Regions from separate parts of the Salmo salar genome. Here region 2 is linked to region 1. The links are chromatin contacts, called in public Hi-C maps. All regions are on one chromosome and are shown on one strand. The core of a region is the stretch at or near the end of the contact, and the rest is flanking DNA. Distances in the headings are between cores, read along the strand shown.

Region 1 (4,216 bases), core at 153-2,652:
CTCGCTCCAGATCTAACATGGAAATCTATTCCTATTTCCTTGCACTTAGCATATGGATCTTTCAAATATTTCCCAAATCTTTTGGGGTTAGGTTTTGAGTAACAGCCACGGCACTGCCATAGATATTTATCCTCAACCGTTTTTTGGCATTGCAATCTTCGTCTTAAATTGGTATTGTAGTCTTCTTCTTCATCTGAGGGAAAGTTCAATGGCTCACAATATTCTGGAATAATATTAGATACAGATAAATTATAGCCACTTTCTATAGCAGGTGAGGTCAGCACAGAAGTAATGGCAGTACTATGGCCTTGGATATTAACATTGTCTACAGGCAATTCATTATTGGTCCGGGTCTGTTTTCGGCTAAAACCCTGTGACTTTGGGTTGATTTGAGCTTCAAAAGAATCACTGAGGGTTGATACATGTCCTGACTCCTCTTTGATCGAATGCCTTTCAGATGTGCTGATGGTATCTTGGTCTTTGCAGAAATAAACAATTTTGACACCCCTGTTCTCCCCATCACTTGCTCCGGTCATTTCAGGAAAAATACGTAAAATCTGCCCTCGACTTGTTGTTTGGGGACTTACGGTAGGTACACATGTACGCTCTTTCAGTAAACCCACATGGGAACCTGTTTCTGTGTTTTTTGACAATAGAGAACTTGGGTAATCTATCCAGGCATTAATCGAATCAGACCAAATTATTGTTTGGGATAGCTCCCGCTCATTTTCCTCTTGCTTAACGTCCATTTTGCATCAATTAAAACATGGACCATAAAACTGATGTGAGCAAGCTAACTTGATAACTAGCTATTATCATTTGCCCAATATAAGTTAGCTAAGTGGCTGCAAACGCCTAGATCGTATTTGGAGATCCAGCGAACATTTGCTATCTACCTAGTCACATGTTCTTTCGCTAGCTAACAAGCTAGGTTAGGCTACTACGGTTTGCAGCTGCGCTAACTAGTTAGTTGTACTAACCTGAAAGGCTAGTTAACGCTGTACCTTTACTGGTGGTGAACTACTGCAAATCCCTTGGCCTCCATTACGTTTGAATGAAATTCAAGACAAAAAAAAGACTTCCCATATCTTTTGAAAAATATGTCTGAAAACATCCGTCAGCTAGCTAGTAAAAAGCGGTATGCGCCAGAATGTAACATTTACGCACAGAGTTTCCGGGCCTTTGGTTTGAGAAGTTAACAATTATTTCTTAGTTTGTTCCTTTCCTCGAAACCTGAAGGCACAAACAAAATTCGAGCCAATGTCTTAAAGTAGTTGAATTTGGTATCGCTCCAAGATTCGTGAGAATTACAAACTAACACGTTTTGATTTTCGACAACAAAGAAAAACGGCTTTATAATCGAAGGCGTGCCGTTGATTTTTGGCGGCCTGCACATGCGCAGTTCGACGCGAGACGTTGGTTCGACGCGATGACGTGATTCTACGCATTAGCTAGCCGACGTTGCCATGACGTCGCCTACGAGTATGATCCGGAATTTCTATTGGAGAAAGAAGCAGCTTTAGTGTTCATAATGTCGAGTCGCGTCAATTCAAATCTGGTATTAGAACAAATTATTTGGCAAAGAGTAACTCAAGTTTTCTTTGTTCTTTAATTAATTATTCACTCTTTCCCGAGCGTGTTAGTATCTTTGTCAATTGTCATGATGCATTCTATGTCGGGTCATTGGGCTCCTAAACCAGGTATGTAGACGTATTAATGCACTGAAAGATCTCTCACAGCTGCTAACTGGGATGGTCAGCGAGGCCTGTATGATTCCCTTCAGTGATGGGAACATCTGAGGGACTAACAATTTATACACAGAGGGCATGTCAGGAAGTGTCATCTTTTGTTTTTTTGAGAGGTAATGTTTAGCAAGGACTACTTCCTCTGGCTTGTGTGGGCCTCATGTTTGGAGGATTCATTGCTAGGCTACACTGCATTACACACTGCAATGAATCCTCCAAACATGAGGCCGGGAAGAAGCCCGAAAGCCCGGGTCTGGTGACGTCAATGATGCGGCCCTAGGACAAGTGAACTGGAACAAAATCTTGTTGTTGTCTGGCAAGTATTGTATATCTAATAAGGTGAAAGAAGAATCATACAAACTCATTCATAGAATCTATCCTCTAAAGACCTTTATTGTACACAGATTCAAAATAGCTAACAAATGTGTATTTTGTGGTTGTGACCCAGAGACTGAAGCATTTCGCTACACACGCAATAGCATTTGCTAAATATGTGTATGTGACCAATAAAATGTGATTTGATTAGATTTTTTGGGGACTGTTCTTATGTCAGAAGATTTTGGAGTGAGTTAGATTTTATTTTTAAATAAACTATTATTAATGTTAATTTGAAAGACTGATATTATGTTTAATTTTGATCCAAATTATATGGACCCTGATTTAACTTTCATTGTTAATTTGTTTATTTTTCATGGAAGATTCTTTATCCATAAAATGAAGTGGGCGGAGAACAATCCCCTCTTCACATTGTTTAAGATAGAATTGAAATATTATTTTGAGTAAAAACACAAAAGCATTTACATACCCTAAAACCTTTTGACAAATTGAAAATGTATCTGGATATGTAATACCCCCCTGTCTGTTAGGTTTATGTACTCTTGTTTGTATATTTATGATTTTGTATTTGCTCTATTGTTCATAATAAAACAAATACATAACAAAATAATATTTGCATTTTGCTACGGATAGCAAATATCGTCATTCTCTCGCCATGCAATTTGGTTGTGGCTAGATAGATAGAGAACAGCTAGGGGTAGGCAACTATACCGAACAAAAATATAAATGCAACAATTTCAAAGATTTTGCTGTGTTAACAGTTCATATAAGATAATCAGTCAATTGAAATAAATTCATTATCTATGGATTTCACATGACTGGGCAGGACACAGCCATGGGTGGGTATAGGCCCACCCACTTGGGAGCCAGGCCCAGCCAATCAGAATGAGTTTTTCTCCACAAAAGGGGCTTTATAGCAGACGGAAATACTAATTTTATTGTCCCCCCGCACTTCCAAATTCTCTAAAACGACATTGGAGATGGATTATGGTCGAGAAATTAATATTAAAATCTCTGGCAACAGCTCAGGTGGACATTCCTCTAGTCAGCATGCCATTGCACGCTCCCTCAAACTTGAGACATTTGTGGCATTGTGTTGTGTGACAAAACTGCACATTTTAAAATGGCCTTTTATTGTCTCCAGCACAAGGTGCACCTGGGTAATGATCATGCTGTTTAATCAGCTTCTTGATATGCCACACCTGTCAGATGGATGGATTATCTTGACAAAGGATAAAATTCTCACTAACAAGGATGTAAACAAATTTGTGCACAACATTTGAGAGCAGTTGTCTCGCCTGCTCCCGCTTCCCCTCTCTGGAGCTCGATTGGCTGACCTTCCTTACGCACACCTGTCACCATCATTACGCGCATCTGCGCTCATTGGAATCACCTGGACTCCTTCATGTTTAATTGCCTTCCCTATATCTGTCTGTTTCCTCTGTTTCATCCCCGTGTCAGCATTATTGTCTTCCCCTGTCCAGACGCTGTCTGTATTCTGTTCGTGTCCGTGTTGCATTAAACGTTCACGCCCTGTATTTGCGTCTCGTCTCCAGCGTCTGTCCTTACAGAAATAAGCTTTTGGTGCGTATGGAACATTTCTGGGATTTTTTATTTCAACTCACGAAACATGGGACCAACACTTTACATGTTGCGTTCATATTTTTGTTACAGTATAGATCAGAGAGGAAGAGGAAGAGAGGCTCACCTTCCAGCAGGTGCAGTTTTTTTGTTGTCGTTTAGCCCAAGCAAGGAGTTTTTGTATGTAAGTCAATGTGAGTGTTGAATCTGGTCAAAAACAACCTTCATCGAATATTCAAAAAAGAATTACAATAATGAGATGTATCCACCAATCCAGAGAACGGATAGGCGGGAGCTAGACAGCACGCAGTGCGGCTTTGTGGACAATGACTCCCATTGTTAGGGCGGAGAGAAATATACAGTGTTCTGGAATATAGTGTAATTGCAGACTGCAATTCGGGGAGTTTCTTGATGTGGTTGTTCCTTGACATCAGGAAACTCCTATTGGTCAGTTCACGTGTTACGGTGGTTTCTCCGACACAGATGATTTGTTTACATAGCAGGTTATGATAATTAATGTGTCAGGTTATGTGAGTTAGTGTTGCAGGTTAGGA
Region 2 (4,413 bases), core at 435-2,934, 210 kb after region 1:
TGATGGCATAACTGCCTAGAAACTGACAAGAAGCGTCCTTGTCTTGCCATGAGTGCGCTCCAGCTGAGTGCTCAGAGACACAAGCCAGGCTAAGATTACAGGGACATGACTTGCACATTCCAGAATTGAACCTAAACTTGAAGTGAAAAACTTTATTATGAGATTGTTTGTGTCTGATAAATATCCACTCTCTGGGACATCCCAGTCCTCATTTTTTATTTTTTTATTAATTGATAATAATCTACTGGTTTAGAAGGGTAACCATTTTGCCTGACGAAATGAGTGTGTATCTTTGTTCAGACCGGTCCATAGTCTCCCCAGGCAGATGGGTTGTCTGCCACATTAACAATGTTTCTAGACTAACCGACGCTTTAAACATGGCCTGTTTTGCTGATAAATAACCGTTCAATGGAGGATTCCTAGCCTAGCAAATAGTGATGGGTTTCTCTTCTCACAATTAGGATCTGACCACATAATATGTCATGTATGACTAGATCATAATCCATTGGTTTAGAAGTGGCAGCATCTTGTCTGAAATTTGAAATTTATGCGCCTCCTTGCTCAGATTGGTCAATGGTCGGGAAAAACAAGCCCGTGGTTTACTCTGGATTGGAACTCACAGTCTGGGTGTTACTGGCGCATGGAGTCGGCTGTGTGATTGCAGTCTCGCTGTTACACACACACACAAAAAAAAATCGTATCGTCTTTCAAGCATTCAAGGCAGCGATAGGGCCCCCTATTCATCTATGATAGGCAGAAGTGTACAAAGAGAAGGCTGCAAGGGGAGGAGAGAACTTGTTTTTCGGAGAAAGCTCTGTGCACGCCGGCCCCGGGAACGGTTGATTGCATAACTGACTGTACAGTGACGAGAGCAGATTTGCCCATCCTTTCTCGCACGTGTGACCCAACAAAACAGTTATTTTAATTACAAGGATGTTATCCTTATAGATTTTTAAAAAAAAAACTATTATCTGTGTTGATCGCCAGGATTCAAGGTCTGAGCAATACCTGTGTTTTGATTTCTTGGTTTGACAATATTAAGACAATACACATTTATGTTAAAGACTGACGTAATACATAGCCTATGCTTTACTTCCGAGAACTGAATGACTCAGGGAAGCAGCTCTTGCATGAATCATTAACCTATTTTAGGGTTAGAATAAGTATTAGAAGATAATTTTGGTCCAACAGTACATTTAGCAGTTTGTTTTTAACACATGAATAAGTTGTTCCATCACTTACCCAGATTTGAAAGCCTCTCGATCAGACCGGCATCCCTTATGGCTTTGGGTCCATGTTCCACCCCTCTCCTTTTCTAAAGGAAATAACAGCAAAGTTCAATAATTCTGGTAAACGAAATAACCTAATCAAATAACCATATTAAAACGAATGGTTTCTAATAGGATATGAGTTTTTTTCCCTTACCTGTCCTTTTGAAAATGGGGCTCCTATAACAGCCACAGAATGAGCTCTGCTCTGACAGGTATTGTTGAGTTGCGTCCGTAGAAGACGACGCAGTGGCCCTCTCAAAGCCATTTTAAAATCGTATTGACTTCAAAAATAATTTATAACGACCAAGGCTGAGATTCAAAAGTGGATTTCAAACCCTCTTCTTGTAGGATCCCAGTCTGACGATGGCGACGCTTTGATGTGAGCGCACGTCGGAGGGGGGATGCTTTTATGCTCTTCTGATCTCATTAATATTCATGAGGAGATGAATGGCGGTCAGGATTAAGAGCACGATCAACTGAAATTTGTCTCTAAATACCTTTGTAGAGTTTGAAAATATTTTAACCCTATATCACATACAAATTCACCCAATGCCACGCGTTAAATCTGAAAACACAATAATTAATTCCGTGTCCTTATTCAGAAATCCCGTTACCTCATTAAGGAAGACATGCGTCAATACTGTAAATGACGCCTTCGAACTAGCCAATGAAATGTGTCCAATAGATGGGTTTGTTCCAAAGGCTTGTCTTGTGTTTCCAAAATGCACCCATTGTCCCGCAATTTCTAAGGGCAGACATTTTTTTATAATTTTAACCTTTATTTAACTAGGCAAGTCAGTTAAGAACAAATTCTTATTTTCAATGACTGTACAGCATTGTTCAGAACGACTGATTTTAACCTTGTCAGCTCGGGGATTCGACCGTTCAACCTTTCGGTTACTAACCCAACGCTCTAACCACCAGGCTACCTGCCGCACCACATTTCCACATACACAGCAAACCGTGGTTGACAAATGTGTTGCTTAACCTGGATGTCTGCCTTCCATAATAGTTCAAAAAATAGCCTATCAGATGTCAGCCTGCACCCCATGTTTACATGTAAGTAAACATGGGGTCCAGCTGACCATAAACGACGTGCCTTACTAGTGGCTATTCTGCCTTCCCCTATAAATAGATGGTAGGCTATAGGTATAGCCCAGGGTCCTAGGCTTCTTGAAAAATGAATATATTATTAGAATAGAATAAGTCTTATTTTTTCCCCCTCAAGGAAACTTATTTTTGGAGTGGTTCATAAAATGAATAAATAACATAAACACAAGTAGCTAGAAAAACAAACAAACAGTGCTTGTGCCGTTCTCCATGGTGATGGCTGGGCCGGTGTCTCTGTTATTTGATCAGGAGAGCTTATGCTGTGCGGTAGCCCCCTAGGCTAGTACAGGCATTGGCTTGCAAATGGGAAGCTAGCTGTTATATTGAAAAATAGAATTTAACAGAAAGTAGCACACCAATTGCCAAAAGGGTACATCCATGGGTAAAAATACAGTGGTTTGTGTCTGTTATTCTGTGTTGTGTTACCTGTTTTTGAGCAACAAAAAAAAACTGGTGTGAGGCGACGTTTTCTATAATAAAGAGGGTTATTTTTGCTACAGAATATACATTTCTGTCGACCTCAAGTGTTGAAAAATATTAACGCTCTTTAAAAAAATAAATAAACTGGTGTGAGGCCAAGTTTACTATAATAAACAGGGTTATTTTTTGCTACAGAATATACATTTCTGTCGACCTCAAGTGTTGAAAAATATTAACGCTCTTAAAAAAAAAAAGAAGAAACATATCCCATAATGCATTGCGAAAAAACATACTTTTTAGCGGCATAACGTAGCTAACAAGTTAGCTCTTGAAGACAGATAAAACATATTGTTCATTAAGGTTATACACGGTTACAGTGTGTGTATACATCGCCCAGTTTCTGGTATGTACGTCCCACTTTTTTAGCAAAAGTTTATAACGTTAGAATAGCTAGCAAGTTAGCGACATTAGTTAGCTAGCTATTTAGCTTGCTTGGTAGCATCAGTAGCTTCACTAACGATGGCTAATAGGAAGTGTGTAATAGAAAGAGCTTATTCTATTAACTAGGTAGCCAGCTGGCCTACAAGATTTAACTTTATTGGTGTAATGTTTAACGTCAATTGTAGGTCATGTAGGCTAAACAAACACCCAGTTTAGCTGTTAACTAAGCTAGCCTAGCTTGCTATCTCCGCAGGCCAGAAGGTATCCATAGGTTCCCTCATGCCATGGTAATCCTTGAACCTGTCCTTCTCTTACATTTAATCCAGGTAACTACACCTTCCAAGATGTCGTACCCCCCTCACCTGAACCGCCTCCCCCAGTTACCCCCCGGGATTTGCCCTCCCCAATTCGCGGGGTTCCCCCAGGGAGTCCCAGCAGGTGAGATATATTTTAGTCTGAGTGATAAAACTGGATGTTATCAGAGGCCTCTGCTACCAGAACCCTTTTTTCAGTTTTCTAATGATCTATTGCTATGTTGATCACGTTTATTGATCTGATCTTCTGTTTATATACTATTGCAATGTTTAAAGGCAAGATCAATGCCAGTGGTCTGGACAGACCATAATACTGTTCTGTGGTCTGGGAAAATGCAACAGCAAGTGACATTAGGAGGCTGCAGATTGGACAGAACAAAGCAGCAAGGATTGTTTTAAAGTGGAGATATGGTTCTTCTGTTGTCGTCATGGGAGGTCATTGATAATTGGAAGAGAAAAAAACATGCTTATTTTATTTCATAACAGTATTCAGTTGGTAAGAGACAGACATTCAGTCAATACTAGGAATAGATTGTCCACCATCTATTTTAATTTTAATTTAACCTTTATTTAACGAGGCAAGTCAGTTAAGAACAAATTCTTATTTACAAATGACGGCCTACGCCGGCCAAACCTGGACGACGACTGGGCAAATTGTGCACTGCCCTATGGGACTCCCAATCACAGCCGGTTAGGATACAGCCTGGATGTATGCGTTATCCAGACAGAAAAGAGAAATAGACAAAATAACATTTAGATTCAAAGAAATATAATAATTTATCTGAGCAAACCAGTAACCTTTCAATGTATAAATGCAAGCAATACTTTAGAAGTATTTTGTACAATCAAATACATGT

Evidence for each region. Hi-C and Micro-C count contacts between places; a contact is called where the count stands out from the background.
Region 2: a contact with region 1 is called in a Hi-C map of blood, with 7 times the contacts expected there. The contact joins the promoter of arg2 here to the promoter of LOC106611477 in region 1. A contact is called at or near these places in 2 of 3 Hi-C or Micro-C datasets (blood and gill).

Annotation. Positions count from the first base shown.
Region 1 is chrssa09:47,451,568-47,455,783 of Ssal_v3.1, forward strand. LOC106611477 reads right to left here and starts at 1,403. Exons shown (of 3, transcript XM_045723748.1): 1 at 1-1,403. The coding sequence starts at 749.
Region 2 is chrssa09:47,662,207-47,666,619 of Ssal_v3.1, forward strand. arg2 (arginase 2) reads right to left here and starts at 1,685. Exons shown (of 8, transcript XM_014211724.2): 1 at 1,426-1,685; 2 at 1,243-1,315. The coding sequence starts at 1,536. It overlaps LOC106611484 (RNA-binding protein 25), which reads left to right and starts at 3,054. Exons shown (of 18, transcript XM_045723754.1): 1 at 3,054-3,204; 2 at 3,569-3,680. The coding sequence starts at 3,587.